Regions from separate parts of the Zea mays genome. Here region 2 is linked to region 1. Evidence: chromatin contacts called from public Hi-C data. All regions are on one chromosome and are shown on one strand. Each heading gives the region's core, a stretch centred on a gene start, on an enhancer-like site or on the middle of the called end of the contact. The rest is flanking DNA. Distances are from core to core; before and after follow the strand shown.

What was found. A called contact is a pair of places that touch in the nucleus more often than the background predicts.
Region 2: a contact with region 1 is called in a Hi-C map of tassel, with 3 times the contacts expected there. The contact joins the promoter of LOC100283652 here to the promoter of LOC100382524 in region 1. A contact is called at or near these places in 5 of 25 Hi-C or Micro-C datasets (bundle sheath, ear, endosperm and 2 more).

The regions. Positions count from the first base shown.
Region 1 is chr4:127,238,878-127,246,593 of Zm-B73-REFERENCE-NAM-5.0, reverse strand. It overlaps LOC100382524, which reads left to right and starts at 1,562. Exons shown (of 9, transcript NM_001361654.1): 1 at 1,562-1,947; 2 at 2,406-2,577. The coding sequence starts at 1,699.
Region 2 is chr4:127,598,259-127,605,007 of Zm-B73-REFERENCE-NAM-5.0, reverse strand. LOC100283652 (gibberellin receptor GID1L2) reads right to left here and starts at 4,953. Exons shown (of 1, transcript NM_001156553.2): 1 at 3,767-4,953. The coding sequence starts at 4,856. The coding sequence ends at 3,858.

The DNA of each region.
Region 1 (7,716 bases), core at 313-2,812:
CGATCGTTGGATCTGACTGTTACCCAGACTGTCCGGTGCTACAGACTGCCCGGTGTCCCACCGAACAGTCCGTTGTGGGCCTCTCTGCGCAGACTGCCCGTTGTCCCACCAGACAGTCTAGTGTACATCGGACATGTTACTGTTCAACTGTCCGATGCACCACTAGTGCGCTGGCTGACTGCCCACTTCATGGATTTCTTCGCTGTTTCTTTTGGGCTTCTTTTCTTCTTGAGACTTGGGCTTCTACACATCTTTTATGTCTTCTTTTAAGGTGTTGCATCCTTAGTGTCTTAGTTCAATCCTCTTCGCATCCTATAAACATAAGCATTAGCAAACATATTAGTCCACATGTTATGTTGATCATCAAACATGAAAACCTTTTGAGCCAAACGGCCCGAGTCCATTTTCCTTACACAAACAAAGAGCACAACTGTATCATCAAGATGAGGCCTCTAGGTGCACATAGGACAACATCATTGACCATTTCATGTAAAAATTCCAAGCTAACCACATGAAAAACAAACTCGCAACAACTATACCTAGCATAACAAAGTAGATAGGACATCCTCAAATCAACCAAAATAGGCTAGAACAAATCAAGAACAATATGTATTGAAGGAAACCCTAACAGAATCAGGGACCAGGAAAAATAGAAGATTGCGGGTGAATTTCACCTTGGGTTCGAGGTCGTTGCAATAGAGAGGAATCAGATCTGAAAGTAGAGGAAGCCGATCGGCATGGTGGGGGAGCAGATGGGGACGAAGAGGAGAGGAAGAAGTCCAACAGCTCGGAGTCCTTGCAGTCGCTGGAGCAGCGTCACGCCGACGAGTCTCGAAGTTGGGCGAACAGAGTCGAAGGCCACCGATGGAGGTCGCCGGCACCACACACCACTGCTCAGCACCACCGGTATCTCACGAGAGAGGAATGAGGGCAACGAGCTCAAAGAGTAAGGAAGGACACACAACGAAATCAGCTTAAGTACGAGAGGATTCGTCGATACTGAGCGCGTGCGGAGGTTTCACCTTCCCGCGCGAGCCACCAGCCACAAAGGAAAATAGCTCGTCTTGTGCTGCGCACAGCCAAGCTTTGAGAAAACGAACTGCTAACTGTTTCCCCACAACCATGCAAAAACTTAGACTTTGCACGCGTATGACTTAGGGTATGCTTGGTTTGCAGTCTGAAAATTTGCCTAGGCCAAACAATACTTTCCAGGCGTAGAATTTTCATCGGCTGGGCTCAAATTGTTGCCTAGATGAAAAGGTGCCTTGCATACAGTAACCAAACACACACTTAACTACTTAAACCACACGAGAAAATTTGTAGCTCGAGAGCACAGTGGAGTCTCAAACAGTCAAACATGCCCTTTGTAACTGGAGGCTGGAGCCCTTCAAAGAAAAAAAAAAACGGGGGCCCCTCATCGGCCTGCCTACCTTTGCCGAAATTGTGTAATGCGCGTGGCGGGCTGGATTTCCGCGTCCCGTACTCGTCCAAATTCTCCTCGTCTCGTCTCCCATGTGACCCATCCAACCGCCCTCTCCTCTCTTCCTCTTCCTCGCACCACCTCCACCACCACCCTCCTCTCTTCTCGCCTCCACCACCAAAAGGGGTGAGAGGCACGGGGACCGCCCGCCTCGCTCGCTGGCCTGCACACTGGATTCGGCGCCGCGGCGGTAGTTGCAGCGGCGGCCTGGCAGGGAGATGTCTTCACGCTCGGGGTCTACGAGCGGCGGGAGCACCGGTGGCGGCAGCAGCGCAGGGGGAGGCGCCGCGGTGCCGCTGGCCTTGCTGCTGAGGCGGGAGGTGGCCAGCGAGCGCACCGCATCGGAGCGACCGGAGCTGCACTCGGGCCTCTTCAGCCAGGCCAAGAAAGGCGAGGACTTCACATTCCTCAAGCTCGAATGCGAGCGCGTCCCCGGCGTCCCGTCCTCCTCCTTCTCCGCCTTCGGCGTAAGCGCAGCCCCCCGTTCTCTCTCTCTATCCCCTCCCATCGCGATCGCTGCCCCCGATCTGGCGTCACGTGGATCGCTGCCATGCCTGGAGGCATCTAGGTGGGGTGGCGATGAACGATCGGCTAGGGTGCGCCAAATATTATAGGTTTCAGGGTGAATTTCGTATTTGGGATATGTGGGTGTCGGCAATTAGGATTCGTCTCGTGCGGAACAGGAGCTCTGATTTTGCCATTTTGGGTCGCATTTCACTTATCCTTGGTATGGAACATCCATGACAACCCTTCACGGTCTACTCGCATCGATGTATAAAAGAAGGGTAACCCATAAAGGAATGCCTTCATGCGATGCTCCTTCTACGCCAACGTAGGTGGTTAAAAGTGTTTATATAGGAAAATGCATGCTTGAGCTTGGATCACCAAACAAGCCCTATTTCTAAGCGCTGTCTTCATGTTACAGCTGTTTGATGGGCACAATGGGAACGGGGCCGCAATTTACACCAAAGAGAATCTCTTGAACAACATCTTGAACGCGGTCCCTGCTGATCTCAACAGGGAAGACTGGCTTGCTGCACTCCCAAGAGCGCTGGTTGCTGCATTCGTTAAAACGGATAAAGATTTCCAGACTAAAGGTGTGTGATACAAAAACTAATGCACCATCGATTAATATCTATTTATTGTGTCGATGAACTTGTCTATCTGTCTAGGTTCTTTTCCTTGTCTGTTATCTTGTAGAGACAACATAAATAAGATTGAGATCTGATATCATAATTTCGGATGTTATTGTGTCTATCGCCACTGTCATACATACACAACATATTCGTGTAGCACATATCTAAAATCTATTTTTTAGAACAACGCAGGAGAACTGTGTGTCATTTCATTAAGGAAGAAAATAATTTGTTACAATGGGGGTTATAACACCCCCAACACACTTGAAACACACTACACAACAACTGAACACAACCACCCTAAGACCACTCTAGGCCACACCAGCCTAATGGGTAGGAGCCTCCCATAGGAGGAGCTTCATGGGGTTAGAAGCCCCAGCCAGGCACCACATATGGGAATCAGCGGTCACTTGAGCCTAAATCGTTTGAGTCCAAGGATGAGCACCATTGAACACGCAAGCGTTTTCTGTGCTTCCACAACTCGCAAGTGACCAAGATGGCCAAGGAATTGAACCCTTTTTTAAACTCTTTGGGGATAGCAGCTGCTGCCTTACTCCATCAGGACCAGAACCGGCTAGAGGCATCGGGGCGTGGAACCATGTTAAGGTTGAGTTTCCTCAAAATCCTTTCCCAAACTTCTCTGGACAGCACACAGGAGAATAGAATATGCTGAATGGTTTCCTCCGCCTAATCACAAAACCGGCATGCTGGCTGATGGGGCAGCCCTCGCTTAGCCAACCTATTTGAGGTCTAGCACCTATTGTTGATAGCCAACCAAGCAAAGAACTTGCAATTTGCTAGAGCCCAACTTTTCTAGATTTTTCTCCATGGAGAAAACTGAATGGTTCCTATAAACATCGCTTGATAGGCTGATTTACAAGAATAAGCTCTAGAAGAGGATGACTTCCAAATATGTCGGTCAGGAATTTCAGGCTGCAACACCATTCCATCCACCAAATCCAGATTGAAAGATAATCAACAAGGACTTGAGCTATGAGTGCTCCTTTGATATCAACCACCGAAGATCTGTTCACAAGTGTAAGCAACGAGACTCTTACTCTAATCGAGAGGATGACACTATGAGTTGGAGCAATTTTTCTTGTTTATTCCCCACACACTACACAATGCCATACCCTTCTAAGGGTTGGGGTTACATATTTATATCTCTAAGGGCTGCCGAGCATACACTAAGGTGCTCCTAGAGATGCTACACATACAGAGATGTTGTTTCTCTAAGACTACAAAGGTGCTGTCCATCAAAGGCTGGATTACACAGATGCTAAAGGTACTGTCCTAACAGCAAAGATGCTGTCCTTAGATGCTAAAGGTGCTGTCCTAACTGCAGATGCTGTCCTTAGATGCTAAAGGTGTTGTACTAACTGTAGTCTGTCCTAATTGTAGTCCTCCACAAAGGCTATAAGACTTATTTCATCATTCTACCCTTAAGTCTTGTGCGTTGTCTTGTGAGAAAGTTGAGCCATCCCAGACTTGGAGCAAAGCTCAAGGAACTTGATCCTCCTAAGGGGCTTGGTGAGTTGGTCCACAAGCTAATCCTTGGTACTGATGTAGCATGTCTTGATGCTCCCTTATGTCAAACAGTCTCGGATGAAGTAGTACCTCACCCGGATGTGTTTGCTCCGTTCATGGAACACGAGTTTCTTGGCCAAGGCCAGAGTGGACTGGCTATCCACCCTAAGTTCCATCGCTGCTCAAGCTGCCAAGGCACCAAGTAGTCGAGCAAGCCAGAGCGCCTGAGTTGAAGCGGTGGGGCCGCTATGTACTCGGCCTCGCAGCTGGACATGGCCACCACCTGCTGCTTGACCGACTGCTAGCTAATGAGGCATTTGCCGAGGAAGAAGAGAATTCTGCTCGTGCTCTTGCTAGTGTCGATGTTGCTGGCATGGTCACTGTCGCTGTACCCGACAAGCTGTGCCTCCCTAGGGCACCTCAGGTAGTGGAGATCGTGGTCGAGAGTCCCCGCAACATAGCGGATGATCCTCTTCACAGCTTGATCGTGCTCCGTCGTCAGTCGCTGAAGGAACCGACTAACGTAGCCGACGGAGTATGCCAAGTCCGGTCGTGTGTGGACGAGGTAGCGAAGACTCCCCACAAGACATTGGTACTGCGTAGCGTCCACCTCCTCCGTGTGCTGTCGTGGCTCAGCTTCAGCCTCTCCTCCATCGGAGTGAGAGCTGAGTTGCAGCCGATGAGCCCAGCCAGCTCAACGACGCACTTGGCGTAGGCGGTCTGACGAAGTGTGATCCCGGAGTCACCCTGGTGCACCTCGAATCCTCGATCCCATTCCCCAGGTAGAAGGAGAGATGCTCCAGGTCACTCATCTGGGAGGTGGCCTTCATCTCTTCCTTAAACGCTGTCACCTCTGCATCCTTAGTGCCAGTGATCACCAGGTCGTCGGCGTAGACACCCACCAACAGGGCATTTCTAACATTGCCCTGCCGGTAGGTGGCCGCCTCGTGCGGGCTTGTCTTGAAGCCCATCCCCTTTAGTGTGGAATCCAACTTAGCATCTTAGTAACCAGGTTCCCGGATCGATGGGATCGAGGAACGGGAACGCGGTACGCTACTAAAACTAGGATTTAACACTACTGGATCGAGATTGTTCCCACGTTCCCGGAACGGAACGAATGTTCCCGGAACGAGGAATGTGGCCAAGTTCCTTGTTCCCGGTTACTAAGCTTGGCATTCTACGCCCTCGGTGCCTGTCGCAAGCCATAGAGGGCGTCCTTGCCAGAGGTTGCAAATCCTGGTGGCTGTTGGACGTAGACCTCCTTTAAGTCGTTAAGAAACACCGACTTGACATCCATGTGATGAACAGGCCAGCCCTCCTGGGCTGGCAGCGCGAGGAGGTGCACGGATTCCATCCATGCCACGGGAGTGAAGGCATCGTCGAAGTTGATCCCCTCCTGCTGCAAGAAACCGCGTGCCACCAAGCGAGCCTTGTGCTTGATGATGGCATCGGCTTCATCTCTCTTCAATTTGAACACCCACTTAAGGGTGATCATGCGGTGACCACGAGGGAGGTCAGTGAGCTCCTAGGTGCGGTTTATCTCAACCACACCCATGTCCGACTTCATCGCGACATGCCATGCCGCGTGTCTCTCGGCCTTCGCTAAAGACCGAGGCTCGCCGTCGTCGCACGCATGATGTAACTCCGCCGCCATATCACGAGACGTCAGGCCCGACATCGACGGGTCGATGAGAAGGTCTTGCACCGTATGATACCGCAACGGCTCGCCGTCATGGTACGCGTTGTGCGCTCCTCGTCGTGGGAGAGTGGGGTAACGAGCTCCATCGGGTTGTGATCCACACGACCTGGTGTCAGAGTGGACGGGCTCGAAGGTATTACCGTCGGTGCTGGAGTGCGTGGTGGTGAAGAGTTCGTTGTAGTCAGAGTCGTGGCTGGAGAGCATGGCGTGGGAGTTGGAGACTTGGGGACTAGGGTAGATCTGCTCGATGAAGAAGAGTTGCCTACTCCCCCAACTCCCTCGAAGTGGGCGTACTTGATGGTGAAGTCGTCGTACGTTAGAGTCGTGCCGTCATCCATCGCCTTGTCCCATGCCCATCCTCACCCTTCGTCGAACACTACGTCGCACGCTGTGCGCGCACGCTGTGTTCTTGGGTCAAGAATGCAGTAGGCCTTTGAGCCCTCCGCGTAGCCAATGAACACCCCCGGGGTGCTCCTGTCGTTGAGCTTGACGATGTGGCGAAGCTCCTTGGTGAATGCGAGGCAGCCGAAGACCCGTAGTTGAGAGACCGCTGGCTTGCATCCATGCCAAGCCTCGTACGACGTCATCCCGTTGAGTGCCTTGGTAGGTGAGCGGTTGAGGATGTAGACATCTGTCACCACCGCCTCTCTCTAGAGACAGCCGACATTCCCTCTACTTGAGGAGAGCCCGAGTCATTCCCACAACCGTTTGGTTACGTCGCTCGACGGCGCCGTTCTGTTGCGGGCTGTACGACGCAGAGTAGTGGCGTTGAACGTCCTCATCCGCGCAGTACGACGCAAACTCAACCGCCATGAATTCGTCGTCGTTGTCGGTGTGCATCATGCGCAGCTTGCGGCCGCACTCTGCCTCTGCAGTGACCTACACACACCTGATGGCATTCGTAGCCTCTCCCTTGCTGCCAAGGACCATCACCCACATGTAGTGAGAGACGTCGTCGACGAGCAACAAGAAGTAGCATTGTCCTACTGGTGTGTGGCTATTGTCATCGGGCCACACAAGTTTCCGTGCATGAGTTCGAGCTTCTCCTTGGCTCGGAAGCTCGACTGCTAGGGAAAGGGGAGCCGCCTCTGCTTTTGTCATCACGCAGACGTCGCAGAACTGTTCCACGTGGTCAAGACACGCAGGCCTCGTACTATCTCCTTGACACTGAGCCGCTTCAGGGCCTCAAAGTTAAGGTGCTCGAAGCGCTCGTGTCATTACCATGCCTCGTTGTCTCGACGAGCAGCAAGGCAGAAGGGTTGTGCCACCTTCACGTTGAGGATGTAGAGTCGATTGGGACTCCTTTGTACATTGGCAAGAAGGCGACGAGAGGGGTCCTAGATCCTCATGATTCCGTGCTCGACCTCCACGCGCGAACCATTCTCATCTAGCTGTCTCAACGATGATAGAGTTTCTCAACGCGGGGATGTAGTAGATTCAAGTGAGCAGCCTGTGCTCACCAGAAGCAACAGTGAAGATGACTGAGCCGACACCGTTGATCTCTACGCCAGAGGCGTCCCCAAACTTGATGGAGCCTCGGATGCTAGAGTGAAGCTCGGTGAAGAACTGTCGACCGGTCATGTGATGCGTGGCGCCGATGTCGAGGCACCATACTTCAATCATGTCTTTGCTAGAGCCGCCGTCGAGGAAGGCACATGCTTTTGACTCATCAAGGTGGAGAGCCGATGTGGACGGTGCCGCTGGAGGTAGTTCAATGCTTTCATGAATGAGGAGCAAGGCCTCTTCCTTCGCCTGCGCGACGTGGGCTTGGTCGCGTCGTAGCTTGCCGCAGTTGTGGCAGGTGTCATCTCGTACCGGCTTCTGGTTTCTGGCGGCGCTGCCTTGGGCGCCTCTACGGGCACCACCCTCAGCAC
Region 2 (6,749 bases), core at 3,704-6,203, 360 kb before region 1:
ACCGACCACTCCCCTACTGCCCTTCCCCCTTTCGGGTAAGGTAGTCCTCCACTAGCTTTCCTAATTAGTCAGCCAAGGGCGTCGGTAGCACTATTTTTCCGGGTGGTTCTCCATGTTCCAATTAACAATATGATCTTACCATGAACAATAATTAAACAACATAATTGTAACATGATCATAATAAAACATTAGTTTCCCAAAACCAGGTAGAGCAATAGCAAATCTACCCAATAATTCATCTGTTTGTAAGGTGGGGGATAAACAATGCTAGGGAAACCTATTAGGTCCCATCAAATTAACCTAAACATGTCACGGTGATTAACAGTAAACATTATTAGGTAAAAATAAGTGATCAAGGGCACAACTTGCCTGAGACTCAAGATTCCCAACTACCAGGATGATCTTCAGATTCTCGTGACCTCACTCCTATGTGTAGCAATACAAACAAACATGGTATAGGCAAAACTAACATCTCACCAACCATAAGCACAAACTGCATAATAATATTCTACGCGATGCTACGAGATCATGGGCTCGAGAATCACTAAATTCGGAGCTACGGTTATAAAGTTATGATTTTCTAAAGATTTAGGAGTGGGGTATAAAAGAGATTAAGTACATACATTTTGTTTTAGGTTTCATAACAATATAAAGCCACCAGGGGATAAACAATATTATTATGGATCTAATGCAACTGGAATGGATCAAAAAGGAGCTAAGATGAATTAAACAAGCTTCCGGAATTATTATTATACTAGAAATCTTTTTTTCTCAATTAATTTACCATTTTCCTGATGACTTATGGACTGTAATCATCATTTTCTACAAGTTCAGGGGCCCATTCGAAAGAAAAGGGTCAATCTGCAATATTAATTAAACTACGGTGGACGGCGGGTTGATTCCCATTAAGCCCAGGGGCTTCTTTAGACAACCGCCCCACCGAAGGGGTATCGGTGGATATTGATCGTCAGATCTGAACCAATGGCCCAGATCATAACGCCACAAATATGAACGGGTACGCGATAACATCCCTCAGATCTAGATCTAACGGTCATATTGCAATCGAGTCGAAACGTTATCCTCACACTAATCTCCACCGCCTATTCTAGGATCAATGGTTAGTAAGCGACGAGGTGAAGGGTATGGCTGGATTTAATCTGGACCACCCATCAATATCCAACGACTCGGGTTCATTACTTCACGATCTAATCTCACACACCCCACCACGATCGGACGGTCGAGATTCCGAACGCTGAATCATTATCCCTCGACTTGATCTCAGCCGGCCCCGGCCAGATCAACGGCCATGGACAGCCCTCGCATCTCTCTCTCATCTTGCTCCTTCGACCGCCGGCACACAACGCCGGGGCACGAGCACGACGGTGCCACTGGCGAAGCATCCGCCCAGCTAGTTCTTGTCCCAACCATGGAATCAAACGGTGGTACACGATGTGGAGACTATGATGAGTACGGTCAAAGACTACGCACCGGAGGTAACGAAACGATGGTCTCTGACCGCGATGGGGGGCGAATCCGTGGTGGAGAATATTTCTGGCGAGCAATCACTGAGCCACCGAGACCTCCCGAGGTCCAAATCCCTCACGCCCGCGATCTTCACCTTCCAGTGAACCTTCCTGCACAGTTGGTCGACTCCGAGCTCCCACAATGTTGAGGTGAAGTCGCAGCGGCGCTTTGCGGCAACGATTGTGGTCGACAGCGTCGATGCAGACGGATATGGAGAGGGGGTCGTGGCTCGAGTATTTATAGGCGCAAGGGGATCGACTCGGGCCCACCAAATCCTGACCACAGCGATTGGATTCAACAACCCGCCCGGAACCTGGCGCAATGGTGCGGATCTGTTGGGAGAAGACAGGTCTTACACCTCGGTCCCACATGGTGGTGACACGCACGAGTGGAGGTCATGTGCAGAGCGACTGACCAGGTGGGCCCGGGCGGCAGGTGTCTGGCGCGGAGGCGGGATGAGTTGAGGCGCGCGATGTTGGGCCGAGAGAAAGGAAGGGATGGCGAATTTCCATTCTGGCGGCCCAAACAGAATTCATTTTCTTTTTCTTTTCTATTCCCTTTTCAAATCCAATTCAAATTCAAACTCATGTTTTGAACTTCAAATTTCTAGTGTCAAAATAATCCTAATGTGAATATAAACTATACTGTTTATAATATTATTATTTATTCTTTTCCCTATTATTTATTTATGGAAGGACTAAATGACTTCATTAAAATTTACTTTCTCATTTTCTATTTTACGTTTTCATTTAAAAAATTAAGGTCAAATTTAAATTATGATTCCTTATTTCAATAAAATGTATCACCACAAATTCATAAGTATAAGATGCCCACTCTTTTATTCATTTATTGGTTACATGACTATGTTAATATCCTTAATTGATTATAAAAAAAGGTCCTAATAAATTTTAAAGGTTAAAAAAATTCTCAAAACCTTATTACAAATGTATTTATTTATTTTATTATTTTTTCCTTCTACCAATTTTGGGCTTTACAATTTTCCAAATGTTTTTCTTTTTATTTTCTCTATGGATTTCAAATCAAATTCAAACCCAATTCAAATTCAAACTAATTCAAACATGTACATCAACCAAAATAATAATTTAGGCTCAGCATGATGCAATATTTCATGACTCACATAGGTTTTGCTATATTAAATAAATAGTTAATCCCCTATAAACTAGACATAGTTCTAATAAAAAGAGAGAGAAGAAATCTAGAGAGAGAGAAACAAGAGGTAACTCCTGAATTTGGTAGGCATTAGAGAAGAAATTTTATACCCCAAATTCAGGGTGTTACAAGAGGGAATCACGACTCGTGGGTAAAGTGTGTAACCTCTGCAGAGTGTTATGAAACTGATACATCAGTCGTGCTCACGGTTATGAGCGGCCTTGGTAGCTCCATTGATTAGAGATACTATAATCACAGAAGATGATGAGGTTAATTATGGTTTTGGTGATTACGATTATGATTTTTGGTATTTTTTCGTTTGGAAGGAGTACTTTTGGGCTAATAGCTTGGGTTTAATGCTAAAACCTGGCTCTCTAGTTGTAATAATTAATTGACCAACTAAAAGCAACTGCTTGATCCTTACCCCACATAAAGCTAGTTCACCACAGCCAAACGTGACAATTGCTGAGTTTGTTGATGTGTACCCATCCTTGCTTTATAACACCAAAACCCACAGGTTGTCCACATTGCAACCACTGCTCGGGAGAAGATGAAGTCCCGGTGGAGGATTTTCAGGCGTTTCAAGACTATGATAAGTTCTAGGCGTGGGTTAGCGGCAAACCTCCAGTCGGCTGCCTGTGAAGGGCGTGTGGTTCTATGTTTCGTTTTCGCACTTTGATCTATGTTAATGACTATGTGGATGTCTCGGGCATCATGATGTAATAAAAAACGGTTATAGCTCTTTAGAGGCTCTTGACGAGAAACATTTTTTTGTGATCATTTGGTAGGGCTTCATGATGAGTCCAAACTAGACCCGCTCAAGGAGCCATGCCGCCAAAGCAACCCTTACTCAATCAGTATTATTTAAATATTTTTTTATCTCTCATTCCCTTAAGGGTGACCTCGTGGCCGCTCGTGCCGCCGTTATCGACTTCTCATCAAAATTGTGTGCCCCTCTCATCAGAATTGTAACGTTAGCATAGATTATATGCTCTTCACCTGAAGTAGTCCAATTTTGCGTGAACGATGAATTTGGCATCAAGTTGGCTAGTCGATGCGTGGGCAAAAATTTCCAAAACAGCTGAAATATATTATTTTATTTTCCACATTGTCACGCAAACACAAAGGAACAAGGGCGCACGCGTCACGGATCACGTTCACGTTCACGGCGCATTGATGAAAGCCGCCATCTTGTCCAGCATCTCCTTGGCCTTGTCGCAGTCGGGTTTGAAGAGGAAGAAGACATGGCCCTCTCCCATGGTCTCCAGCAGCTCGACGCCGGCGGCCTGCCCCAGGCGGCCTCCCCTCGCCGCGGCCACCGCCTCGGCGTACGCGCGGCCGCGCCACCTGAGGAAGTCGCCCTCCGCGGTACACACCATGACGCGCTCACACGCCAGCGTGTGGAGTCCCGGTGCGGCGGGCGCCATGGGGTTCATCCGCGGGTCTTCCATGCTATTAGCATCGGGGCACGCGAAGAACCAGAGTCCGGCGCCCATGGTGCGCACGGCGGGGTCCCTGGGCTCCTCGCCCACGGCCTCGGAGCCCCAGAACCAGGGGTGGATGAGCACGGCGCCCTTGAGCGGCGGCGGGCAGCCCTGCTGCTGCGCCTGGACGACGTCCGGGTGGATGGCGAGGTAGTGGCAGACGTTGCCGCCGGCGCTGTCCCCGGCGACGAAGACGCGCGCGAGATCCCCGTGGGCGGCGACCCAGGGGTCGGCGGCGGAAAGCACCCACTTGAGCGCGGCGAGGCAGTCGTCGTACCCCGCCGGGAGCGGGTGCTCGGGCGCCAGGCGGTAGTCGACGGAGACCGCGAGCGCGGGGCAGGCGGCGGCGAGCCTGTTGAGGAAGAGGTGGTAGTTGGGCGAGGCGGCGGACTCGGCCACGAAGCCGCCGCCGTGCACGAACACGACGACGGGCAGCTTGGCACCGGCGTCGGCCACGGGGGGCAGGTAGAGGCGGGCCGAGTAGGAGCCGAGGTGGACGTCCTTGGATTGGACCCCCGTGGCGGCGTCGTGGCCAGGCTCCACGGGCGGAGCCACCAGGGGCCGCTCGATGCGGCCGCTCTTGTAGACCCGGAGCAGCGGGCCGAACTCGCGCACGACCTCGTCGGACGGGTCGGGGGCGGGGACGGGGAAGGGGAATAAAGGCTTGGACGACGCCATGGCGGACGGCGCCGGACGCAGGCGCGCGCGCTCGTGAGAACCGCGGGGATGGGCGCCGCGCCGAGTGAGTGACGGAGTGAGCGATGCGGGCTGTTGGACTTGCGCTTGCCGCTTGGCGTGCTTTGTCTTGCTCGCCTGCCCAGCCCAGGCGGTTGGTTGGTACTTGGTAGGTTGCGGACTCTTTGATGAGGGACTCGGTCTACGCGTCGCCGGCAGTGCTGACTGCTGACTACGTGAGGGCCGGCACTGCTAGCTTGTCGATTCGCTGTGACCCGAAAGATGTGCGGTGTCCAGTTATCCGGCCTTGATGGAACCTGTTTGTGGACGCACAAGTCTCGCATATACGTATCCTTCAATTTTTTTTCTCTTCCACACACGAGAAGAGGAATTCACTTTCTTCTAGAAGATCTGATGTGATGCTAGTAGTGCTTTCTGCCTGAAAAATCCCCCGTCATTAAATATGCCATTATCTTTTTTTTTCTATTGCAACACGTGGACACATCAAAGCAACTTCAAGCTCCTTTTTCCCACCTCTGAATTTTCTTTCATCATTTTAAGTTATAAGATGCTTTAGCTTTTTAAGCTATATAGCTTATATAATATTCCCTCCCTACCAAATTAATTGGTTTTATTTAATTAATAGATTCATTATATATATATATATATATTTATATTTATATTTATATTTATCTTCGTCCATTTGAATATAGATATAAAACGAAGAGATAAAATGACTACAATTTTAGAAGAGTAGTATATTTCAATATATATATATTATATCTAGATATATGATAAAAATAGTATAAAAATAAAAAAATCTTATAACTAAGGATGAATGAACAATTAATATAAATATAGATTTTAGTAAAAAATATCACCCAACAACTTATTAGCTAGTTGTTTCTCGATAGCTTAAAATAAAGAACGAGATAGGCTCTCTTGTGCAGAAGATGTAGAGAAACAGTAGTTGGAGGATAAAAGGATATAGAGAGTTATTATTATATTAATAGCTCTCAAATAATAATTTAGAATTTAGAGAGGGTGCTCTTATTGTTGTAGACAATTTCATTTGATGTTATCAACTGTAAAGGCAAACAAATATATTGTAGCAATGGACTAACCACAGCTGAAGGTACGGTGAAGGTTGTAAGAGTCTATTTACATGTTCTCTTGCACATAACATATAGAGAAGCGATAATTGGATGATAAAAATACATAGAAAGAAATTTTTTTATTAATAACTCTCAAATAATGAATTAGAATTTAGAGGGTGTGCTCTTATTGGGAGAGCAGTTTCAAGTACCAACTACCAAGGGCTGCACATCATGTTTTACGGAGAGTAAGATTCGAACTCGTAACCTCTCGCTTATGTGCAACCTTCTCCACCACTCCACCTCTTATATCATTTGTGTCTATATTAAATTTTCTCTCCCAAGTATTATAACAAACTGAGAGTAAATTGATTATTTGAGACATTAAATGAATTTAAATGGAAAAGTTGTTAACTACAAAGTTGCATAACTCTTTGAGACCTACGACTTTTATTTAATAGTTTTTTCATCCGAGATCGTTTACAACATTTGGATTTTAAATATGAAAACTTCAAATGTATTTTTATATGATAAGATTATTTCAAATTTAAAAGATGTCAACTATAAAGTTAAATAACTTTTCGAGGCCTAGAACTTTAATTTTTGTGTTTTTTTCATCCGAGATCGTTTGAAAATTTCAAATTTTGAATTCAAAAATAGTTTTGCATGATGATTTCAAATCAAAAATTTGTCAATTAAAAAGTTTCATAACTTTTTAAGACCTACAACTTTCATTTTGGTGGTTTTTCCATTCGAGGTGGTTTGAGAAATTCAAATTTTTAATTTTTTAAATTCAAATATA